2 separate regions of the Anas platyrhynchos genome follow, and region 1 is linked to region 2. A link is a contact called in public Hi-C data. All regions are on one chromosome and are shown on one strand. The core of a region is the stretch at or near the end of the contact, and the rest is flanking DNA. Distances in the headings are between cores, read along the strand shown. Region 1 overlaps MLLT10 (MLLT10 histone lysine methyltransferase DOT1L cofactor). Region 2 overlaps SKIDA1 (SKI/DACH domain containing 1).

Region 1 (5,996 bases), core at 2,258-4,757, 130 kb before region 2:
AAAAATGGAACATCTTTGCTAGAAAAACATCTTACTTTTTAGTCTGTCCAGGAAAGGTTTCATTAGTATAACAGGCGCAGGAGGAGTTGCTCAGTCTCCTAGTGTACAGCCTCGTCTCCCCATGCCAGAACCAAGACACCCACAGCCATTCTCTTAATGCCTATTTCACCGCCCAAACAATGGGCTCCTCATCTCTCAAGTCACCAACCAGCCTCTGCAGCTCCACACTACCTGAGGCCTGCTGAGGTGAAGCTCTTCAAGTAAGGTGGTGAGACAAATGACTGACAACATGGGAGACACAAAGCTGGGGAATAAGGTGGGGTGAGAAGGGCTATGCGCATGGTTTTACAAGAGGAAGACAGGAATCACTGGATGAGTCCTGATCCAGGGAAGCAGGAGCATGCAGCAAAGAGGCTGGGTATTAGTGACTGCAAGATAGTCACTTATACAATAAGTTGTGAACCTCATTAACTGTGGACCAAGGCTTCAAAAATAGAAAAGAAAAAATTCCACCATCCTCGAGTTGTAAATGCATGCACATAACATGCTTATCGTTCAGTTACCTCACGGAGCTACTTCCTTGAAAACGAGGTGAGAAATATACTTACTGTCACCTTCTGAGCCGCGTTATCTCCATGGATTGTAAGGAATGGGTTGGTAGAAGCTGCATTTAGTGGCGACGCCTGGGTGCCTGAAAGTAAGTTGTTGATGGGTATCTGTGCTCCTCCAGTAATCTGCAGTTGCTGTACTTCAGACTGGTGGTGGTGTTGGTGGTGGTGCTGCTGCTGCACTAGCTGATACAAAAGGGCCTGATGTTGTTCCTGCAGCAATAAGATAGGAGGGGGGGGAAATAATCAAGGGTTACTTACAGAATAATAGCTGCTCCCTGGGTTCTTGCTTATCCAAATCTTCAGCCAGTGTAACCCTCCCTTAACCTAATCCCAGCTAATTTAGGTTACACTAGCAAAGCTCCACAAGTCTGTGGGAAAGGGAAGGAAGTGCCTATAAAACTTCCCAAAATCTGTAGCTCATGTTCAGCAAAGCCTGCTGGCTCCCCCCAGGTCTCTATCAAAGGAAGCCTCTTTGAGAATATCAAACCATGTTTCTATCAGAGCACTAAAGCTACATAACTGGCAATACGAACAGTTAAACCAGTTACCTATGGCATACATGAATACTGAAAGGCAGAGTGAAGACAGCTCACGAGATATTTCTAAAAATCTTTTGTGCTAGAGTCCCAGTGTTACCAGGAATTCATTTAGGATATTGCTAGAGCCTGAATATGGCTCCAGACTCTACTGCCCACAGCTAATGCTTAGAAAGACAAGCCACCAACTCCACAAGGGATGAAATGGGACCGAAGGCATTAAGCAACAATTCTGACAGCAATACACGCAGATGCAGCCCATGACTATCATCCAAAAAGGCTGAAGCAACTGCCAAACTGCATGATTTTCAAAAACTGTAACATAAATTAAACACATTTCTGGTATTTGTATTAGGCTGGAGAATCTATCCATGCCTAAGACTATACCAGACGAATAAGTGAATTATAACTGGAAGACTTACCGACGTGAGCTGCTGGGTACTCAGTAACTGCTGGAATTGCTGGTGCTGCTGATGGAGGAGAAGTTGTCTCTGTTGGTCAGGAAGCAATCCTAGTCCCGAGGCACTGTGGGGTGTGACAGGTAATACTGCAGTTTACATGGAAGTACGAGAACTTTTCACTTCAGCATTCCATTGAAACAAATATATATATATATATATATATATATATATATATATATAAACAGTTCCTGTTTAGTATTTTGATCACATATCATCAAATATTAAAATTTGTCAACTGGCATTTTTGATCCATAGCTAGACATTACCACTGCCATCCCAGTTTAGATTTCACGTAATCTAAAACGTGGCCTTTCTATGGAAGCCCATACCAGCCTTTAATACTACTTACATGTCTGTTACCAAACCTGGTATGCCTGCTACTGGAACTGGTGTTTGCTTCTCCACTGAACAGACACAATCTCGCCAGACTCATATTCATGTGTAATACTGGAGCAAGGACCACAGTCCTACCCCAGTGCTTGGACCTACTCTCATCAACTCAAATCACTCAAGTTGCTTCTCAGTCTCTCTTTTCAGTCTATTTTAGATGCAATTTTCAAATTCTTCTAAAAACACCACCCACCACAGGGCAAGCTGTATCAGCAACCTGATGAGCACCCTGAATTACGAAGCACTGGCTGCTCTGTGCTAAGTACAACATGCAGATTCTTACCCCCATCACCATTTTGCCACAAGAACTTCACCACGTGAGCTGATCTGACTGCTCTGAGCATGCTGCAGTGGACAGCACTCCCAGCCCTACCCGGAGGTAATGCTCCCATAATGGAAGAGGACAGAAATGAGTATGTGCTGACTCCTCAATTACTGCAAATGACAGCCTGACAGATTAAGTTAGAAATGTGGCAATTGAAGTTCATATGCTAGTCTTGATGGCTTTAAAACACACGCAGACAGAGCAGTTATCCTGCTCCTTCTCCTGTTTCTGTTGCTCTGTTGCTGAGGCAGAGACAGAGCAGGCAGCTGGGCAGGGCAATGTCTTGAACTACATTAAAAGTGTAAGAGCCAACTCGTGCCAACATGTAGGAGTCTCCACTCAGCAGTTACTGCCCTGGTGCAGAACTGCAAGCCAAGCAATTGTTCCTCAAGCCTGGGGTTACACCAGTTTGGCTGAAGGGAATGCACAGGAGTTTCAGTTAGGGTAAATCTGGCTCTGTTCTACTTAAAGGATCCTCATATGAGCGCACGCTGATCAAATTCATCATCTTCCGAATCTTTCTCTTATTATGTACCTACAAAACAGTTCATAAAGCTGTGTGCACGGTTTGTTTGGATTTTAAAGGCACACACCAAGTTCACCAGCAGTTACTCTGCCCTGGTTTACTTCCAACTCTGATCTTCGGTTATATTCAGATCTATCACTACTGCCTACACCTTGTCTGTTATTTAGCAAACAATTCAGCCTTGAAGCAGCTCAGCTGATGCTGTCACAGACAGGAGGCTGGCTACAACTTCGTTCCCAGCCCCACTTTCTGTGCCCACACAAGGCTTTCCACAGCTCTTTACGAAACAGGGCAGGGAACTGATCCAGCTGACAACTGCTCTGTGAATAAAGGGTTTCTTCAGCTGTGCCAGCTCGCTGCGATACCAACAGCACGCTCAAGGATGGTTCTGGAACAGAATCAGGACTGTGGCTGGATTTATTCTTTTGGTAGCATTGTTAGCTTTTATTAGTTTAAAACACCCAGCAAATTACTAGGTGCAGTTTTGCAATAGGTTTAAGCTAATATAAGCTTATCCTGCTGTTGAAAGGTTAAGTATTTCCCTTTCGGCTGTGCATTTTTGTCCCCTCCCCTTGCCCTAGCTCTTGCACAATGAGCTGCGTCTCACGGGAACCGAGCTGAAACCAAAGCCAGCACAAAAAATGCCAAAAGATTGTCCCTTAATGCAGAGGAGGCTATCGCGTGAAGGCACAAGCAGTGGTAGCAGCATGGAGCTGTGTGCAGGATGACCGCCAGGACTCCTAGTTGCAAGCAGTAGGAAGGAATTAAATCAGCCAGGTTACCATCAGCAGCTCTTTAGGGCACAGTATTTCCCTTGTCTTCCTACAGCATCCATCACACTGCTCCATGTGGACACTTACTTGGTATTACCCAGCCGGTGTGACAACACCCATAGCATGGCCATTCTCTCTCACTGGGACAGGGCAGGTGACAAACCAACTGTTTCATACCTCACTGCATGGCTCCAGAGCCAGGGAAACACGTGCTGGGCCACACTTACTCCCTGTCATCTACTTCACACCATTCGCTTCCTCTCATGTCTGGCACTCTCCTGGTTCTCCAAGCTCTCGTGCAACGTGCTCTTTTCCCCAAGCCAATAAATCAATTCTCCTCATCTTGTCCTGTGCAAACCCTTTTGCCTCTGGTTAATCTCGCTGTATTCTTTGGCTTTTTTCTTACGTGCATTTTTAGAAACTGCGTAATCAGAAGTACGCCTGATATTCAAGGCGCCGACACAGCAGGGATTTAAGGTGACATAACGGGGTGTCCACTGCACGATCCGTTTAATCCCCAATAATTCCAGCTATGTTTGGTTGTTGATGAGCACTGAGATGACATTTCACCCATCCAAAGAAACTCCCACATTTCCATCCTGAGCTATGACATGAAAAGTAAGGCCTGACATCACATACAAGTAACTCAGAACTGTTTGCTCTACACGTGGCTCTTTCGAACAATTTTCAATTAGTTGAAATTCTTTCAGTCAGCTTTAAATAAATGTAGTTGTTGGTTTTGTTTGTTTGTTTGTTTTTGTAAAAACTGCAAAAAAATAAGCATCCTCAACTTGACTAATACTATTACTTCCTTTTTCTCTTTTATCTCACTTATTGTGTGTTTTTCTGTACTGGAATGAATCTTCTCCACTGTGTTTTTTTTTTCACTTATTAAAATCTCATTATCTCTTTTTTCCTACATCATGTTTCACCTTTGCCCTTATTTTTTTCTGCTGCTGTTTTCCCCACTCTGCTTTCCTCTCCTGCTCTACAAAGGCACTTGAAGGAAAATACCCACAGCCAGCAACTGAGATGCACCCAGAAACAAAGGCAAACTACAGAAGACACAACGCTGCAGCTCCTGAGCCTGCTGGAAAAGGCAGCTCACTGGATTTCACCACGGACCTTCCTCTAAATCAGATCAATTTGGCATGTAAATTTAATCCTTTTTAGCTTCTCAGTAAAAGGTACGATTGCTCTGAACCTCTCCATCCTGCAGCCTTCTCCAGTTGCTGGACTGTGGAAGAAACAATCCTATCTTCTCCCTCAAATCACTTATCTCCTGGTTGCTCTGAAGGTAGGACGCAATCTGCATTAAACTTTCCCTCCCCGCCCCCCAAAAAGACCTTGTATTTTTCTCTACTGAATGCAGGCAGGCTTTTACCTAACATTTGAAACTTTCCCAAAGAAGAGCGTGCAAAATCAGTGTTTTCTTGCTTCCCCACATCCTACAGTTAACAGAGAGCTCATGGGAACAAGGACTATACCCAACAGTTGTATACACAACTTTTCAGGTATCAATAAATAACCCAGCTACTTTTCACATCAAACTGGACAGATTCTGAAACTGGGGAAGTTACCATCAACAGCAACTTACAGGAGTATCTGGGAGGCCTTTTCATTATAAAACAATATTAAAAAAAAAGTTAAAAAGTGGAGCTGGGTTCTCGCATGACTTGCCATCATCTTGGGAACAGTGATTTAACCCAGCTCCAAGCTCGTTCACCACCACGTCATCTAACCAGGGTCGGAGAGCTGCTACCAGCACAGCAGCAAAGCTCCACGCCTGCCCGTGCTTTTCACAAGCTCACCCTCCCACTGACGCAGTTCAAAGAGTAGTGATAGCCAGAGGAATTTAACACTACAGGAACAGCCAGCTACTTGCCACTGAGTCAGCGCTGACCTCAAGGGTGGCAGGAACAAACGGCGTACCCTGGAGTTTCAGAAACAATGATCCCAGCCAATGGAAAAAACTTTCTTTTTTTTTTTTTCCCATTTTTTCTTTATCCAAAATCAAACCAGAGTCTCTGCACAACATAGTTTTTTTGTAACAACAGTTGAGTTTTGTTTTGTTTGCAAGATTTTTCAGAATAATTTTTTTAATGGAAAAAACGGGGATAAGGAACGTATGTACCACTACTAAAATCCAATTAGCAACAATTTGTGAGTAACGGGGAAACATCTCAAAAGGAAGGGGGCCCAGAAAAAAAAAAAGAGGGGGGGAGATGAGCTCAAAAAAGTAGAGAACTGTGTGAAAACCACAATAAAATTAATGTTATTAAGGGAGCAATGCAGATAGAGATCATGCAAGATAAAGAAATGGAAATTCTGACAGTTATAGGCCATCTCGAGCTTTTTGTAAGAGAGAACAGAA
Region 2 (6,109 bases), core at 2,127-4,626:
AAATCAAAATTATGGAAATTTGCACTGTTGAAAAGCATGCTTTAGCTTTATTTTCAATTAAAAACACTGTTTAAAAATTCCTGATTCCATACACTTTGAATTATTGCAGAGTTACCCACGGTTTCCTCTCCGTTTGTAAGTTCACTGGTTTTATTTGGAGGAAATACGCTTCAAGAGGTTAACTGTTTCCCTCCCTCCCCCCCAGCCCCTCCGAAAGAAAGGGAAAAAAAAAAAAAAAAAAAGGCTGCAGGCCCGAGAGTCGAGGCAGGGCTGCTCGGGGGAAGGTCTCTGTCTCGGGGGGAGGACGGGCACAGCAACTCTGAAAACAATCTGAAAAGTTTGCAGCTTGAGAAAGGCAGTTCTAATTGAGTTGCTGAATCAGCAGAGTTTAGGATGAATAATTGCTGGTTTCTTTCTTTGGATTAGCATTTTATTTATACTAGATCATCCCCAAATTAAATTTTAAGGATTCCACTCATCGATCAATCCCGGGAGAATAATTTATCGTAAATCAAAAAGAAAAAAAAAAAAAAAAAAAAAAAAAAAAAAGGAAAACAAAGCAACAATGTAATGTTTACTGTGTGACTCAAAGTCAACATTTCTGATGGCAGTCCGCTGCCTGGTTTTCAGTTTTTTAATTCCTGCCTTTTGTGATGCCCTCTCCCAACCCCTCGTGTCGCTAAATATTCCGAGCGGCCACTGACTGATTTCAGCTCTGTTTACTATATCCACCGGAGTTTTCCTCTCCTTGTAAAAAGGCCCAGGCTAAGAATACCTGCAGCCAAATATATTTAGAAAGAGTAAACAATTGCCTTTCAGTGGAGTTTCCCTTCCCCCCTGCATGCACACGCACACACACACACACACTCACACGCACACACATCACTTTAAACTGCCAATTGCAAAAGGTGCATTGCATACTTAGCCGCTCTGCTGAAATTACGATGGTCGTGAAAAATCTGCTTACTGAAGTTGTTCTGAGATGAATGTTTACATTCGTGTGTTTAGAGCCGCACAGATTACAGCCTTATTTCCAGAGAACTGTAAGGACGTACCAAACGGACTGCTCAGGAAAGCCCCCAGCTCTGGTAGAAAGCCGTGTCTGCTTGACAAAGGTCTTCCCTTGACCAAAAAGAAAAAAAAAAAAAAGAAAGAAAAAAAAAGGGGAAAAAAAAAAAAAAGAACCAAACGCAAAAGCTACAAAGGTGCAATATGCAAACTCGAAACCTAAAATTTCGCCTTGCCAGTTAAACAACGTATCACTTTCAAAGTAACTCTGTCCCCTGACCCTGTTTACTTCCAATTAGAGATATGCTGATTTGGCCAGGAATTGTAAATTACAGAGGTGCCTTTTCAGGTTGCCTAAATAATCCTGGAGGGGGGAGGGGGAGGAATAAGCATAAATTTATACCAAATAGGCTCTGCAGAGTTGAGGACGTGAAATATGGCGCCCGGCCCTGCCAGGGGCTGCGGAGCCCTCAGCGGAGCCCAGACCCAGCCCCGGGACCGGGACCGGGACCGGGGCAGGCACCGGCCCGGGCCAGGGCCCTGCTGCTCCGCTGGGCTCCCCTCCACGCAGGCAACATCAAAAGGCAAGAAGTTAAACAGCCAAATAATTTTCACACGTGTACACCTCAGTTTAGTGCAAGCCACTAACAGGAGCCTTCGTGTTTTTTACTGCCGTTGGAGAAATTAGCCAGGTACAATAACACGCAGGGATTTAAAAAAAAAAAAAAAAAAAAAAAAAGAAAGAAATGGTATTCTTTAAAATTCTGGTAGTTTGGTAGCTGTTTCTGATGGCATTGTGATTATTATTGCGAGCAGAATTCATTATCATTTCGGCCTTAATACTATCAAGACGTATCACTGAGTTATGTATAAATAACCCCTTTTCTCCTAGAAAGGTAAGTTCTCAGAAGGAGGAAAAACAAGGGTGTTCCAGCGAGCCAGGTCACAACGTTGTTGTAACGCTTACAGGGGAGAAAACGCAAAATGTATTGGTAATGAATTGCCACCATTTTCCAGCTCCTGGTGTACACAAAACCCACCAGCATTTTCTAAAGGAAAAAGCAGTCTAGGGACGTGCGTGTACTTTCTGGGCCAGCCTCCATAGGTATTTGCCACGAGTCGAGCTCATTGATACATTTTCTGGGAAGATTTCTGTTACCATACTGAAGACAAAAGAAAGTTTTGGACTATGTTTAATTCTCTAGAGCATTAAAAAGGGAACACGTGTAATGCCTTCAGCAACGAGGTATATTGCCTTAAAACATGTAACTTGCAGTTTACAACAATTTACTTTTAAGAAGTGATTGTTCTATAATCTACACTTACTTGACTACAGTGGGATAATCTCTTTACTGGTTGTTTATTTAAAACACCACTACAAGCAATAATGCAAAATAGTGGTAGCTGTTGTATGAAGTTTGCTGTTCAATCATTCACTCGGTGATTTTTTACATGGTCTCTGATCCTTTTTTCCTATAACAGATTTAGTTGCCAATAAATTAAAGTTTCTGCAGAAATGAGAACAATGCTATCATGTTTTTGTTTGTTACTGTTCACACGTGTGAGTAGTTAAGACGTGGAGGTGTAAAAAAAAGCAGCATTTTCTACACACGGTGGTGAGCCGGAGGAAAATTTCCCCTGTACGCAGCATGTTAGAGAACGTGACATACAGATAACGTTGTTAATCGTGGTTTTTATGGTTAAGATGATTGCTGGAAAGAATATGTAATGGCTCATCCTCGGGTCTCTTCGGCCAACACCTCGGTACAAAAGCAGGGCCATCGCAGGAACGTGAAAACTAACAGCTAGAAAAACCAGGGCCGAGGCGCTGGGCTCTACCTCGCTAAAGTCACACTCGTAGACATTATCCATGCACAAGCCTCCCCTGGTATTTCAACCCTAGCATCGTGTGTAAGGAGAGCTCGGTGTCACAGCTCCTTGGCTGGGCGCGGGGCAGCCCAGGAGCGCTCCGAGCCATGCAGGGGGCTGCCCAGAGCTCTCGGGAAGGGACACGGGGACGTGGGGTGAACTGATTTTAGGCCTTCCACGTCGCATTTTTTTTACCGTTCTGATATAATTATTTGCCATGCCCTAGGCCCCTCTCTCTCCCTCTCTCCTTTTCACTCCGAGGCGGCCTCACAAGCCCCAGCTTTAAAAGGCCCTAGATGTTTTGCATGAAGCGCTCACAATAGGGGTTGAGGGAATTGACAGTTTCAAAAACAAGGCGCCCTGTCCTTTCCAGATGCCGAGGACCCCTCTCCCGCACCATCCCCTCGTTTGCTCCTCGCCGCTGGTGGCTTTACCCTTAGCATTGCAAATACACGGCAACAGCTGTGTTTGTAAACAGGGGGGGAGAGTTCGGCGGGAGCCGCCGCTCCCTCTCCTTTTAAAGGCTGCCTCCTCGCCTTTAAAAAAAATATATATATATATAACAAACATGGAGGGAGAGGGAGGAAACCCAACGAGCCCAGCGGGAGAAGCGGGCCCTCGAGCGGCGGACACGGGCCTGCCCGCTCGGCGGCCGGGCTCCCGCAGGCCGCGGGCGGCGCTGAGCCGCTCTCGGGGCGGCCCCTGCGCGGCGGGCCCGGGGGACAGCGCGCCTCGGGCCGCCATCTTGCCCGGCGCCACACGGCCCGGCCCCGCCGGCACCCTCGGCGGCCCCGCCGCTCCCGGGGCTGCTCCCCGCGGCCGGGAGCGGGTGTGGGGGGACGCGGCGAGGCACCCCGCGGGCCCCCGCACTTCAAAGCGGCCTCTCGGCCCCCGCCCCGCGCCCCCCTCCGGGGCTCCGCGGCCGGAGGGCGTCCATCTTCCCCGGCCCCTCCGCCCTGCCTGCTTTGTGCGCGGGGGGCCGCGGGGTTCGCCGCCGCCGCGGCCCCCCGGGCAGAGCCGGGGAGGGGACGGGGGAGAGGGGTCGGAGCGGGGAGTGCAACAGGGCCGCTGGCTTGGTCGCGTTTAAAAAACGCAGCCGGGGCTGTAAAGCGTGTGAAATTACGCACTGGTCTCTTAAAGAGTGGCTAATTTATAGTAAATAGCCGGGGCTTTGTAAATGGCTTTATTATGTTGTTTCTTGTTAATTGTTGAGAAAATCCCCATTGTTGGGTGTGAATGGCTTTATGAGCTAACCTGGTCTCGGGTGCAATCGAGGGGCAGTAAATGGCCGCTCCGCTAATGTGGCCCGGAGCGAGGAGCCGGGGCCGGCCGCGGTGACCCCGGGGCCGGGCTGTGCTGGGCTGCCCGAGCCCCATCGCCGCGGCCGCCATCACACGGCCGCCCCGAGCCCAGCCCCGCACCTCCCTTCTCCTCGCTGCCCACCCTCACCCCGGGACCCCGCCGCCCCGGGGGGCTCCCCCAGCTCCGGGCCGAGCCCCCCCGGCCCCGTGGTGGCCGTGCAGGGGCCGCTCCTCTTTGTTATCCCCCCGGCTCCCCGGCCTGGGGTGCCCCTGCCCCCGCCTCCCACTGCCGGCCGCCCGGGGGAGGGCAGGGGGAGCCGCAAGGAACTTCCCCAAAACTTCGTCCCCCCCTTAAACCCCGGGATCCCCGAGGAAAGCGGGGCTCGGGGGCTGCCCCCCGCCGCCGGGCCGTGTTGGGGCGGCACGTGGCGGCGCCTTATAAAATACAAATCGCGATGAAATGTAAATTCCAGCCCAGAAACTTATCTCGGGCTATTCTCTTTCCCGAAATCTCCCTCCCTCTGATTTCGCTATTAGGAGAAATCCCCCCTGGGTTTAGAGCACTTGTTTCACTTTTTTTTTTTTTTTTTTTTTTTTCCTTTTTGCTGTTGTTGTGCAGCCCACATCTGTTGGCTTCCCCTCCGCGGCTCTCCCTGCGGGGCCGAGGCCGAGCCTCCCCGGGGCAGCCCCAGCCCCAGCCCTGCCCCTCGGAGCCGGGCGATTTTCCCCCGGTGCCTTCGGGGACCGGGCTTGAATTGCGAAGGGGTCGGCTGCTCGGCTCCCTCCTTCCCGGGACTGGCTCCCGCAGTTCTCCTCCCGGCTGCTCGGTGCTGTCGGAGCGGGCAGATAGGGCTGTACAGCCCATTTCCCTCCAAACAGGATGTTTCCATCAACCTGCATTTGGTTTTCCCCAAAGAGCAGCGGAGAGTTTAGCTGGGAAACACGTCCCGGCTAAACCCTTGCCTTCAGCTGCCACTCGGGTCACTTCACATCTTTGTATTATATTTCATCCTGTCATTCCCCTTTCTCTGCCTTCCCGGGCAAAATAAATAAACTAACAAACAACCGGAGCCTTGCAAAAGACGCGCTGGATGGCGATGCGGGTGCGGGCGGCACCTCCCGGGCGGCTCCGGGGCTCGGCTGCCGGCTCCCGGCCGCCTCGGTGCGGGGCTGTGCGGGGCTGTGCGGGGCTGTGCGGGGCTGTGCGGGATGCAGCCCCCGGGCCGGCCTTCGCAGGCTTCTTTGTGCTTTGGTGCGGGAGGGAGAGAGGGGCTGCGAGCGCTAAAAGCGCCGCGGCACGGGTGCGAACATGTGGTTTGGATTTACCCACGGTGCTTTCGCATGCCCCAAGGTTTCGGGGTAAAACCGGCCGAGACAATAGCAAAAGGAGAAATAGTAAAAGCGGAGAAAAAAAAAAGAAAAAAAAAAAAAAAGGAAAAGAAAAAAGGAAAAAAAAAATAAAAGGAGGGCCGCTCGCCCTCGGAAATGCTCGTTTCCATTGAGGCGGACATGCCAGCTTGGGGACGGGTAAATAGCGATAACGTGCTATTCCGCCACCGGTTTTCCAGCCCATTTGGGAAACTTTGCCGTGCCTGCCGCGGGTGTTTGAAGCAGGGCATTATAAGCGGGAGAAGGATTTTCAGGTTGTTTCTTGCTATGACATAATCGCCCCCCGTCAAAAGCTGCCTGAGGTCGCCGGAGGGAAAAAGATGTTCGCGCTGAATGATGTGGTGGGAGGAAAGAGAGAGCGGCCTTTAATACGTGCTATAAAATAATGTCAGCTCTCCGAGCCTGTGATCTCGCAGCCTCCTTTTTATTTTAGGGGAAGTTTATGAACGGTTACCTGGGGTTTACAAATTTTGCTAGTAAAAGCTCATTCGTGCCATTATGATTTCTGTAGCCTCCTCCCGTAAAAGGGGGGCCTGTAAAAG

What was found. A called contact is a pair of places that touch in the nucleus more often than the background predicts.
Region 1: a contact with region 2 is called in a Hi-C map of subcutaneous adipose tissue, with 2.4 times the contacts expected there. The contact joins two enhancer-like sites. A contact is called at or near these places in 4 of 8 Hi-C or Micro-C datasets (liver, skeletal muscle and subcutaneous adipose tissue).

The regions. Positions count from the first base shown.
Region 1 is chr2:140,430,607-140,436,602 of IASCAAS_PekinDuck_T2T, reverse strand. It overlaps MLLT10 (MLLT10 histone lysine methyltransferase DOT1L cofactor), which reads right to left. Exons shown (of 22, transcript XM_038175383.2): 20 at 1,570-1,672; 21 at 609-821. Among named protein-coding and RNA genes, the nearest start is that of DNAJC1, 110 kb to the left of the region's middle. Within about 2 kb of position 3,507, at least 1 of the 8 cell types and tissues checked has an H3K27ac peak or open chromatin away from gene starts, as enhancers often do. A contact at or near this core is called in subcutaneous adipose tissue, where this site is marked.
Region 2 is chr2:140,295,713-140,301,821 of IASCAAS_PekinDuck_T2T, reverse strand. It overlaps SKIDA1 (SKI/DACH domain containing 1), which reads left to right. Exons shown (of 2, transcript XM_072033693.1): 2 at 1-356. Among named protein-coding and RNA genes, the nearest start is that of SKIDA1, 10 kb to the left of the region's middle. Within about 2 kb of position 3,376, at least 6 of the 8 cell types and tissues checked have an H3K27ac peak or open chromatin away from gene starts, as enhancers often do. A contact at or near this core is called in subcutaneous adipose tissue, where this site is marked.